Linked DNA regions of Mus musculus: all the other regions are linked to region 2. A link is a contact called in public HiChIP or PLAC-seq data. All regions are on one chromosome and are shown on one strand. Each heading gives the region's core, a stretch centred on a gene start, on an enhancer-like site or on the middle of the called end of the contact. The rest is flanking DNA. Distances are from core to core; before and after follow the strand shown. Region 1 has its middle 26 kb from the start of Gm46515. Region 2 overlaps Gm10384 (a long non-coding RNA gene). Region 3 has its middle 31 kb from the start of Pabpc1.

Evidence for each region. HiChIP or PLAC-seq counts read pairs in DNA pulled down with a chosen protein or histone mark.
Region 1: a contact with region 2 is called in a FOXA1 HiChIP or PLAC-seq map of pancreatic cancer cells. The contact joins two enhancer-like sites.
Region 3: a contact with region 2 is called in an HNF4G HiChIP or PLAC-seq map of pancreatic cancer cells. The contact joins two enhancer-like sites. A contact is called at or near these places in 1 of 39 promoter capture datasets (stem cell-derived epiblast-like cells) and 2 of 115 datasets of contacts at active chromatin or transcription factors (embryonic stem cells and pancreatic cancer cells).

The regions. Positions count from the first base shown.
Region 1 is chr15:36,667,452-36,671,255 of GRCm38.p6, reverse strand. No RefSeq gene overlaps it. Among named protein-coding and RNA genes, the nearest start is that of Gm46515, 26 kb to the left of the region's middle. Within about 2 kb of position 1,370, at least 44 of the 459 cell types and tissues checked have an H3K27ac peak or open chromatin away from gene starts, as enhancers often do. A contact at or near this core is called in pancreatic cancer cells, where this site is marked.
Region 2 is chr15:36,872,175-36,875,925 of GRCm38.p6, reverse strand. It overlaps Gm10384 (a long non-coding RNA gene), which reads left to right. Exons shown (of 2, transcript XR_875155.3): 2 at 3,509-3,751. Among named protein-coding and RNA genes, the nearest start is that of Gm10384, 6.0 kb to the left of the region's middle. Within about 2 kb of position 2,330, at least 113 of the 459 cell types and tissues checked have an H3K27ac peak or open chromatin away from gene starts, as enhancers often do. A contact at or near this core is called in pancreatic cancer cells, where this site is marked.
Region 3 is chr15:36,638,259-36,642,651 of GRCm38.p6, reverse strand. No RefSeq gene overlaps it. Among named protein-coding and RNA genes, the nearest start is that of Pabpc1, 31 kb to the right of the region's middle. Within about 2 kb of position 1,736, at least 112 of the 459 cell types and tissues checked have an H3K27ac peak or open chromatin away from gene starts, as enhancers often do. A contact at or near this core is called in pancreatic cancer cells, where this site is marked.

The DNA.
Region 1 (3,804 bases), core at 121-2,620, 200 kb after region 2:
CCAGACACCAGATTTGCCTGTCAGCCTGTGCTAATGGAAGGGTCTGTGTGTCTCTTGTTTCTGAACAAAGTTTGCAAGATTTGGTATTCTAAATGCAAGCTATAACATGGATCAGGCCATGTGGCAGACTGAGGGTGATCCTGGGCACAGGAAGACAGTCAGTGCTAAGCAGTCCTCTCTTTTATGTTCCAGTACTGAGGATCGAACTCAGGACCTTGGATGCTCTAGGTGACCCACAAACTGTCCTACCACTGAACTATATCCCCAGCCATTCATAAAAATTTGAAGCTGGGTGGTGGTGGCGCACTCCTTTAATCCCAGCACTCGGGAGGCAGAGGCAGGCGGATTTCTGAGTTCGAGGCCAGCCTGGTCTACAGAGTGAGTTCCAGGAACTATACAGAGAAACCCTGTTTCGAAAAACAAAACAAAAATGAGACAGAATCTCTAAACTAAGTTGTTTTGGCTGGCCTTAAACTTTGCTGACTAATTTAATTTAAGATTCCAGGTAAACCTTGACTTTTGAATCCTCCTGCCTCAGCTTTAGTTGGGATTACAGGCCTGTGTCACCAGGTGAATAGAAACTCTTTTAATCTACTTTCTGAACACATGCTGATGGAGAAGTCTGGCAGGTGAGTTACCTGCCACACTCTTCAAATGATTCTTCAAACATCCAGGCTGTCTGCTCCCCATCCAACCTCCACCCCAGCATATCTGGCTTTTTTTTTTTTTAAGTGTTTCTGTTTTGTTTTTTAGGGTGTTTCTTAGATGAGGACTTAAGTAGCTCAGACTGGACTCGACCTCACACGTGGCAAAGACTGACCTTGAACTCGTTCTTCTTCCGCTCCCACCTCCCTAGTGCTGAGATTAAGATGAGCGCCATGACACTCAGCCCTAGAGACTGTCGTTGTACCCTAGTTTCAGAACCCAACTCCCAGTTTCCTGCTACAGATCTCTGTGCGGATATCAAACTCAAATATATCTCTTGCCCACCAACATCATTAGCAAAAACTGGCAATTTGGTAGTGAGCCTCGCTGAGTGGGTGGATGGGTGGCTACCAGGACCACTCAGCTCTGCTTCCCACACCTTTTCGCTCAAGTCCCTTCAATCCACCCGAACGCTACTTCCTTGGTTCCGGCAGAATCCAATCTTTCTGCCCATTCTAACCAGCTCCCGTCACCCCGCTACACTGCCTGCCACTGCTGAGGCATGTTCAAGCTCCTCTCCTATTGAACTCATCCCTGCCACAGCTGGGCTCTCCTTAGCACCTTTCCCTCCCCCATTCTCTCTTCCAAGCTGGGCACGCAGCCTCCGGGGAAGCGGCCCCTCCCCCTCGGTGTCTTCAGCGGGCTGGTCCTGAGTCCGTGACTCATTCTTCTAGGCCCCGTTCAAAGGCCACTCTGGAAAGGCTTCCCTGACTCCCCTGCATCACTCCACCCAAGACAGGGCTGAAAACCAATTTCCCTGAGCCAAGCTCCCCCATACTTTCCTTCCAAAACCCTGCCCAGGAATAGCCACCTCTGCAGGCCACGACCTCAGCACTTCTTAGGCACAGTGTAGGGGGAGGGGTTGTCCAGTCTCCATGGCCAAGCAGTCTTTGGCTATAAACATCTGGGGGTGGGAGAAGACACTCGTTGAGAAGAGGAGAGATTCTTCCCAACACTGGAGGGCAAAGGAGACCACAGGAGCTTATGAGAATATTGCAATGAAACCCATCCTTATTATGTATGTTGTTTATTCTGTATAATTAATGTGCTAATAAAAGTCCTTTAAAAACAAAATACAAATGACTTGATTTTGCCCTTACTCTCAGAAGTTGCTTTGCAGGACACAGAATTTCAGCTTGGCAATTTAAGTTGCTAGCTGCCTTTGGTCACTGGCTTCTGGCTTCCTCGTTACTACTGGGAATCTGGTGATTGTCTCGTTCAGCAGTTCTCACTGTGAGGCTTGACCCCTTTGGGGTACCAATTATCGTTTCACAAGCAGTCACCTAAGACTATCAGAAAACACAGGTATGTACATTACAGTTCATAACAATAGCAAAATTACAGTTATGTTAGAACAAGAATAATGTTGTGGAGGGGTCACCACAACATTAGGAACTGCAGTTTAATACATTCTTTTAAGATTTATTTATTTTATCCCTATGAATACACTATTGCTCTCTTCAGACACACCAGAAGAGGGCATGGGATCCCATTACAGATGGTTGTGATCCCATGTGGTTGCTGGGAATTGAACTTAGGACCTTTGGAAGAGCAGCCAGTGCTCTTAACCTCTGAGCTCTCTCTCCAGCCCCTAATACTTTTTAATAATGTCTAAATACGCTAAAGGGTCGCAGCCATAGGAGGGTTGAGAGCCACAGAACCAGTTGTTTCTCTGCAGCACAATTTTGTTTGTTTGTTTTGTTTTGTTGTTTTGTTTTTGAAGATCATGCTTGGTTTTGGTTTGTTAAAGCTAACGATGGTGATTCCAGGACTTGGTTACTTTTTGTGTATCTTCCTGCTGAGTATCCACAAACCTGTGAGTTGCAGTATCTCGTAAGCACTCGACAGTTTTCAGCTGCTGTCTCTTCAAGTAGTATTTTTCTCTTTTTCTTGTGGTTCAATCAAAGGAGCTCTGGGCTTTTTTACTCCATAGCTCTTCATGTCTCCTGCCTTCTCTTTCATATTTTCTGGATGCTTCGTGCTACAGCCTGGGAAGTCTCTACTGATTTGCATGCCTTGTCCTCTAGTTCTGGCTTCGCCGTGTCTGAACTTCCATTAAATATTGCCATTGAGTTTTCAAGTTGAGTTACTACAGGTTTTATGTGGGGAAGCTCCATTTGGTCTTTTTCAAATATTGTTATGGATTACTGTCATGGCTCCCTCCCCATATTATCTTTCCTTATTTTTTCTCTTCAAATTAAATAAGCATATTGTCTTTGCACACTCTAGCTAATCATTTCAAAATTTTTCAATTTTGAAAGTCTTTGCAAGTCTTTTTCTCGAATTCATCTTCTCTCTGCCTCTGTCTCTCTCAATTTGAAAATTACATACACACACTCACACACATGCATGCATGAGCACAAACATACATATACACACACAGACAGACAGACAATGTGGGTGCTGCCTCACACGCTCTATAGCATGTGTGCAGAGATCAAAGAACACCTTGCAGAAATGCAGAAGTGCTGCGGTACTCTCCAACCCAAATATGCCCCAGCAATGAAAACACAACACAGTTAATATGATTACATGCTATGCACCTAGATTGGGCAGATCTACCGCTACACTACCATCTTCCACAGCTCATGAGACCCCTTAGAACTTGCGGTTTCTCCAGGCCATGTGCTTCTGCCCTGCTTTTCTTCTTCCTCCTCCTCCTCCTCTGCGTCCTCTTCCATTTTCTCCTTCTGTCTTTCCACCTTCCCTTTTATCTGCCCAATCATCAGTTTTCCTCTATTTTACAAATTAAGGTGGGAAGCAGGTTTACGGAAATCACCTGAATGCTGACTCATTCCTTGTTGGAAGAACGGAATTACCATCAAATATAATTAGCCCCAGGGCTATCCACTGTGGGTTCGAGTCCCACCGAACCCACATCCACAACACAGAAGCTGGGGCTCTCTCTCCTCCAGTAATACAGGTCCTGGGAACTGAACTCAGGTTGTTAGCATTGATGGTGTGCGGCCTCCAACTGCGAAGCTATCTCACTAACCTATCCAGATCTCACTAACCTGTTTGTTTGAGGGGCTGCTCTCTGAGAAAAGGTCTCACTCATTTGCTCTATGCTGAACTCATTGCACAGCCAGGTTAACCTTG
Region 2 (3,751 bases), core at 1,081-3,580:
TCAAGGGCACAACCCAGTGACCCCCTTCCCATGCAGTTCCCAACTCGGGCTCCAGCTGCCACAGTCCCACTTCCCAGTTGTCTTGGCTCATGGAATTTGGAATCTACCAGTGATCTGGTGGTGAGAGCTCTCAAGACCTCGCCATCTCTGGAAATGTCTCTGCAGACACACACAGAAGTATATCTTACTAGTCTCCTAGGTGTCTCTCAAGACACCCATCAACCATCAACACTAGAGCCACATCTGTCCCTCTCCTAGAACCCTCTTTGGGATAGGATATGCATCAGTTCTCTGTGGCTGAGTAAGAAATTGCCTCAACATTTAGCAGCTTAAAGCAATAAGCACGACCTTGTGACATTGACGTCGGGAAGCATTTTCACAGGGCCACCAGGCTCAAGGTGGCTCAAGAGTACCAGGCTACCAGCATCTGAAGGCTTACTGAAGGTAGGCTGTACCACTCCAAGAGAGTTCACTCTCCTGGCTGGCTAGTGCTGGCCACTGGCAGGTTAATTCTCACTGTGTGGTCCTCCTTGTGGGCCTGCAGGCATTCTTCAGAGTGAAAGTCTGAGAAGAGGCAAGGAAGAAACAGCATCTCCTTCTTGAGAGGCAGAAGTGATGGAGAATAGTGTTTTACAAACCAGTCATACCAAAGTCCGAACTGCAACCAGATCTCTGGGTACAGAAACTGGCATATGAATACACAGTACACAAAAACATCCCCCAACTTAGTATACACCCAATTACAATAATAGTACTGGAGGTTCAGTTGACAAGATTGGAACTTGGGGTCCGCCATACTTGGGAAAGAATAGATATCTAAACAGCAAGTGTAAAGCAAAACTGTACCACTCATGGAATGGAGTGCTCAGGAGAGTCCAGAAAGTCCCACCAGACTCAAGGAACCAGGGAAGTAGAAGCCACATAAGTCACAAGCTCCGATAAGTTCCGATCCTTCCTTTAAAACAGAATGTTGAGATTCAAAAGCGCTGGGCAGGGCAGTCAGGCTGCAGCAACTCTAATCCTGAGCCTTGGACCTGGGTACCAGAATGCTGGCTCGACAGAGCGGGATACAGCCACGGGCACAAAGGCTTTGGAGTTGAGGCTAAACTACCCAACTGCTACCTAAATATTGATTTAGAGGCCCAGCCAATCACTTCCCACAACACTGAAAAAAAAATCCTACTTCAGCTTCAGGAAGTGCTCCATCCACATTTTGCAATCTAAATCTCTTAAGTGAAATCACTTTAATGTCTGCACTTGTGTTGTTTCATGCCTTAAGGGTCAGCATCATTTTTATTGTGAACAACATGAGGAAAGGAATTTGGGGAGATTGCAAAAGGCTCTGAACAGAGCTCACAATCCAGCACACCACAGTTTTCCAGTGTCCACGGCTAGGCTGGGAGTACCTCGGGCAAAAACATCCACGAAAGAGGCAAGTGAGGGCCGAAACAGCCCACGCAGAAGCTCGCCATCAGGACTTTTTGTCACTCCCAGTGTCTGCTCTCTGGTGGATTATGGAAGGGATAGCTGTGGAGTTCTTTGGCCCTTGGCAAAACAGGACATTAGTAGCACACTGTGCAGATTCCTGCTGGAAGCAGCCCTGTCCCGTGTTCATCTCCACAGCTGCTCAAATCAATCCCTTGCCAGGCAACCGACCACTCTAAGAGTATCAGGACCCTTCCTCACTATGTCTGGCAGAAATAAGGACCTCTGCTTACTAATTCACTTCAAATCTAAGCAGATTCTAGGCTCCAAAAAGGCAAAAACCAAGGCTGAGTAGGGGTAAGACAACAGTGGGCACCAGAGAGCCTGCCGTGCAGGCTGGCTGGAAAGAGACTACTGAGAAAGCCAGCCCCCTAGGAAGGGCAGCTGAGTCCCAGCAGCATCTTTTAGCTGCTCCCCTCTGACCGGCCCACCTGTCACTGGGGTGTTTCATCTCTGTCCGAATTGGTTCAAAGAAGCATAAAGCAGAGAGACATGAGGCTAGACCCCCCCCCCCCAGCCGCAAGCTCATCTGGACCCAGCAGCAGCTCGCACTAGATGGCTTTATTTGCTCACAGGATTTCAGGGGACCCTAGGCTGAGTTAAGCTGAGGGAACTGACATGCAAATGGGTATTGTGCCAGAGCAAACTGATTCTGTAACCACCTCAGGGCCTGTTTATACGAGACCTAGAATCTTCTCTTTTGGCAACTCTCCAGCCTGCCCCGGCATGACTTAACACGGAAATTTGGTTTGATTTTTTTTTTAAAGCACTCTTTGGGATTCTATAGCTCTGCAGCAGGGCAGGCTCTGCACTGAATTATTGAACAGTGCGGATGTTTGCCTTCCCTGTGACAGCGTTTCCTCTCCGCAGCTCCTTGTCAGGCCACTCATTTCAAATATGCAGCAGGGCTGAGCCAGATTCCAGTCATGTTTGAACAGTTGCCAAGACTCCAGGGGCACCAGGCCTGTGGGGCTCCAGGGTCACGGAGACCTCAGCTTTTGGCACATGCATAGCTTGGTGACTTCTAGCTATTGTTCTGAAGGGATGAAATCTTAGCGGCATCGAAACCCCATACCATTAACCCTCCCCCAGCTTCTTCATCTGCTTTGCTATTTTTTGCTAATGGTACCAGCATCTCTCCAGTTGCCCAAATGCCTGCCTTGGCTACACCCTTAACCCTCAACAGGTGCTTGGTGTCAAGTTTGGTGCTGGTGCTTGTGAAACAGTTCCCAGTACTAGTCAGCGCACCCTATTCCCACTACTGGAGGCATTCAACAGCTAGATTTATTGCTGGTTGACTGGTTGGATGATTGGTTGTTTGAGCTGCTGTGCTGGGGCTCAAATCTGGAGTCTCTAGGCAAACATTGTCCCTAAGCTACATCTGCAGCCCTTCTTCCGGGTTCTTAAGACACTTTTCCAGTTAGCATCCCTTTACCCAATTCTTTGGCTGTAATCTCATCCTATTAATGTCCAACACCCATTTTTTAAATAAATATGAAGATATAGTCTGCTTTGCTTGTTGCTCAGTGAGAGTTCAATTTGGATGAATTCTGCTACCTACAACCTTGAAAACTTACTTGACCAGTAATGTAGGAATAATAGCATGAGAAGTAAAGATGATAAAGTGAGTGAGGGAGGTGGTTTGACATCAGATATCCAGGCAGTGCTGCAGAATGTTCAGTTTCTCCATATCTGATGCTTTGTAAACGCTGACTTCTGCTTTCAACTTTCTGGGGTTATTGTTCGTTGTTTTTGAGATAAGGTCTCAGGCTGGCCTGTATAGCCCTAGATGTTCTGGAATTTGCTATATAGGCCAGGCTGGCCTTGAACTCACAAGATCTGCCTGCCTCTGCCTCCCCAGTGCTGGCTTACAGGTGTGCACCACCACACCTGGGTCTCATCTTCATGGTTCAACCTACCTGGAATATCTTGTGAGATAAACATATGTTCTCCAAATGTGGCTGGCTGATGTGTTTGTGATTTATGTAAACCATTTTCTTTTTTTCTTTTGCTCTTCCTGCAGGGCTAGGGATTGAACTCAGGGCCCTATACGCATGAGAAGTGCTCTACCATCAAGCTGTACTCCAGTTCCATGGTATCTACAATCAAAGACTGTCACAAAAGTTCTCACTCTAAGGACATCTTGGTGCTCTGACCTTGGCACTTACATGGCAGACAATTGTTGCTGCGGTTGCTTTGAGCCATTTATTATCCTTGGTGACTCTCTTGGCATATAGTGAATACCCCAAGAGCAGAAAGAGAAGGG
Region 3 (4,393 bases), core at 487-2,986, 230 kb after region 2:
TTTCTAGCTTCTTACTCCTTAAGCAGGATCCACTGAGCCTAGAATCAAAGCCATGGTCCTCCCTCTCTCCTCCCCCTCTAGCATTTTGGCAGTTATCACAGTCACTGTACACTTGCCTGGAAACTTAGGACTTGTCCACCTTTCCCCACCATGAGAACAGAATGGTCATCAAATCCATGGCGTTCATTTCAGTATTAGGACTGACTGCAAGCAAGGCCACAGCTGCTGCCAAGCACTGGGGTTATCCTCAGCCCTCTTTTCACTTTTTATTTTAAGACAGTCTTATGATGTTGCCTAGGATCTTCCTGCCCCAGCAGACTGAGCTCAGAAACTACTTCTCAAGGGCACCCCTTCCTCTGTCCTGTGCCCCTTCCTCTGGTCTGCGCCCCTTCCTCTGGTCTGTGCCCCTTCCTCTGTCCTGTGCCCCTTCCTCTGGTCTGTGCCCCTTCCTCTGGTCTGTGCCCCTTCCTCTGGTCTGTGCCCCTTCCTCTGGTCTGTGCCCCTTCCTCTGGTCTGTGCCCCTTCCTCTGTCCTGTGCCCCTTCCTCTGTCCTGTGCCCCTTCCTCTGGTCTGTGCCCCTTCCTCTGGGATGTGCCCCTTACTCCGGCACGTGCACCTTGACTGTAGCTCTCCTCAGTCTGGCAGAGGCTGTTAGCTCTCTGTCAATACATTGCCTTTATTTTTCGTTGGTATAGAATCCCACATTTTAGCTGGAGTCAGAACCTCTTATAGGAAGATTACATTTCCCAAGGTTTCTCACTGCTATGTAATAAACCTCTTGACTCCACAGCTGCAAAACTAGCTTCTTGAAAGTGAAGCTCCAACTTCAAGAACTTTCTTGGAAAGAAATGGCATGTACTGTCACTGCTCCTTTCTGCCTGGCCACAGGCTGGTCCTGAATTTAGACAAATGAGGACAGAATACTTGGTTCAGTGTTTCCCAAACATAAATGTGTCACCCAAACACAAGCGTGGATGGACCCCAATGTGGCGGCGCATGCCTGTGAACTCAGAACATAAGAGGCATCAATAGAGATTGTGAAGAGTTTGAGGCCAGCCTATGCTACCTGCTGAAGCCCAGTTTCAGAACTGCCAAAACATAACAACAACACAATTAAATGAAACACAAATTGGTGGCTGGGCCCCAGCCATGGAGTTTCTGATTTGGCTTCAGAGTCGGTGATATCTGAAAATTACATTTCTGGTGCGTTTCCAGAAGGTGTTGATGCTGCCGGCACAGTGACTTCTGACTAAGGACGGCTGCCTTAGAGGACTATAGAGAAACAAGCCTCAAGGGGCCATTTCCCTTCTGTGGCTCATGACCATGCCCCTTTAAACCGATATGAGAAAGAGTGAAATCTGCTTGGGTCTTATCAGGAGTCTCTGATACAGGCGGTTTATATCCAAATAAAGCTTCCCGGGTCCATTGAAATCATCTTTCCAAACCTCTAAGCTTCCGGTCTTCTTAGCACTTAGCACAGTTCAACTCAACCAGCACATCTGGATGAAAACTGGGCACCGGAATGGCAAACTGGGGAGCTATGTGATTTTTCTCTGCCCCCGGCCACAGGCCAGCCTTTCCGGGCTCAGGGGAGAAAGCCCACCCCTGAGTACAGCCTGCTTCCCTGTCTTGGTGACCTGGCTATGATGTGAGCAGTTAGTCAGCAAATAGTCTAACTCCCTCCTTGTTGACAGAGCCAAGGTCACACCCTGCTGTGACAGCCTGCATCTGTGACAGTCAGCCCTGTAACCTCTTCCGGAGAAGAAGGCTGGGGCTTGGTTAAAACCACATTCATCCTCTTTCCCTATAGGTGATGGTTTCTCTCTTTTCTCTTTCTCCTCTTCATTTCCATTTTTCTTTTTCCTTCTGCTCAGCCTTTTGAGACTGAGTTTTACTATAGCCCTAGCTGGCATAGAGCTTGCTGTATAGACCAGGCTGGCCTGGAACGTATGGCCACCTCAGCCTCCCAAGTGGCAGGATTTCAGAGGCTCACCAGCGTGCTCTGTTCTGCTGTCTCTCCCTCACCCTTCTTTTCCTTTTAATGACTAGACCTCACAAGAGTCCAGGCCAACTAAGCTGGATCTATAGCCCAGACTGACCCTGAACTCATGACCACCTTCCCAGCCTCCCAAATGCTGGGATTACAGTCATGAACCTCTGTGCTGGCTCACAAGTGTTGAGTTTTAAGTAGAATGTTTTACCACAAAGTCTGCTTCAGTGTGCACTTAGCGAGACTGCCTACAACACAGCCCGAGAGTACAAGGAACCAGACCTGGTCCATGAAGGATCACAGCTCCATGCCAGGCTGGAATGTCCACTCTCAGGGAAATTCAAGCTCCTTAGTGTGGTGTTCAAGGCTCTTTACTGTTTGACTCCAGCTTTCTCGCCTCCCTTATTCTCCTCACTGGTCATGGCCCTGTTGAGCAGCTGTGCCAAGCACTTGCTCTGGAGGCTCTGCCAAGCATGTCCTCTTCCTTCTTCATGGACCTCCCGAGCACAGCTCAAGGGTCCCCTCGGCTGCGGTGCTTCCCAGAAAGCCCTGGGTAGAAAAGAGAAGCACAGAGAAATGAATGGAGCCCAGGAGTTTACCAGGCCTGAGTTCAAATCCCAGCTCCACGACATGTGGAGAATTTTGTCTCTTCACTTCCTGTCCTTATTGCCTCAATGGGTTGTAAACTAAATAAAATCTGCAGGTCACCTAGACCAGTGTTCCTTAGCATCCTGTCAAGACGCAAAGTCTGAATCAGCGGGTCTGAGGTGGAGCCTGGGACTCTGCATTTCTCACAGGTGCCCAGGTAGTACGGCTGCTGGAAGCCCATGCACCATGCACCGGGTCCTTAGCCTAAGGGAAGAACTCACGGACATTTGCTCCTAACCCCATCCCATCCTTCCTCCTTCCTCCTGGCACCCACAGCATTTTAGCCGCACCCATGTATACAATGCTTAAGACTTCGGGTTTCAGTTAGCTGTTGTCTGCCTGTGTCTTTCACCAGGAAAGGGCCAGGCTTACAAGTGGAGATTAATGTGTTTTTTGAACTAAGCTTTAGAAAATGCAAATAAAAATGCCCACTCTTGTAGACAAGAATGGGAATGAGCAGATGTGATCGGTTGAGACGGAACGTGGGGAATATGCATCGTGTGCCGCACATAGGAACTGTTTGTCTATCTGCTTTCCATTCTGCAGTGGCTCTGATTTATGCAGCGGAAGCATGTTCACTTGTGGCTGCAGCTCAGACTCTGGTGATTACTAAAACAAAACAGAACCAACAAAAAACCCAAAGCCAGATTCGTCTCTAGTCTAAAACTTGAGCGGTTCATCCTTTCCAGGAGAGCAAGTGTGACATTCCACCTCTGATAAGAAGCAATGGAATGATCCCAGTGGGAAAGATGTGTTTTTCCATCACATCAATGCATCTATCAATCATCAATCAATCACAAGCAGGCTCTGAGAAGCACCTCTCTCCAGGTGGCACTTGGTTTGCAAATGACCTTTTCTTATCTACCGCCCCACAGATCTCAAGGGAGGCTAACCTCATCATCTCCGGCCTGTTTGATGGATATGACGTTCAGACAGGCCAGAGATGAGGAGAAGGAGGAAATATCACAGGATGTAGACTGCAGCAAATCAGAACACTTTTCTCACCCACGCGTGATCTCTAGATACACGTGTGTTCTGGAAGTCTCAGACACAGAGGAGACTTGTGACCTGTTTTCTGGGGATATGAGTACTTGTTATTTGTTTGTGGGATTTTCTTTTGAGACAGGGTCTCTCTATTATGTAGCTCTGGCTGTCCAGGCATTCACATAGACCAGGCTGTCCTAGAACTTCCAGAGATCTGCCTGCCTCTCCTGGCTGAAACACTTTTTAAAGGGAATAAATAAATAACGTCTTACTTTATGGCTCAGGCTGGCTTTGAACTGCAAGGCTCAAGTTCAGTTGCCTTCCTGCCTCCAGAAGCTGCATGAGAGTTGCACACCCCAGTGCCCAGCATTGTATAGGAAATGACACTGAAGACTGGTGTGGGTTAAGACAACCAAAGGAGGAGGACTGAGAGAAACCAGCTTGCCTAGTGGCTAGTAACATCATCGCCCAAAGCCAAGGATCAGGAGGAAAAGTCAGAGATAGGTTAAAAGTGGGAGCCACTAAGGAGCCCAGGAGATCATAGGAAAATGCTTGCCTCAGAAGTTAAATCCCCAGAACCATATTTGCTTGTTTGTTTGTTTATTTGCTTGTTTGTTCAATTCCCAGCAACTACATGGTGCCTTACAACCATCTGTAATGGGACCTGATACCCTCTTCTGGTGTCTGAAGACAGTTACAATGTACTCATAGATTACAATAAATATTTTTTTTTAAAAAGAGCCGGGCGGGCGATGGTGACGCACACCTTGA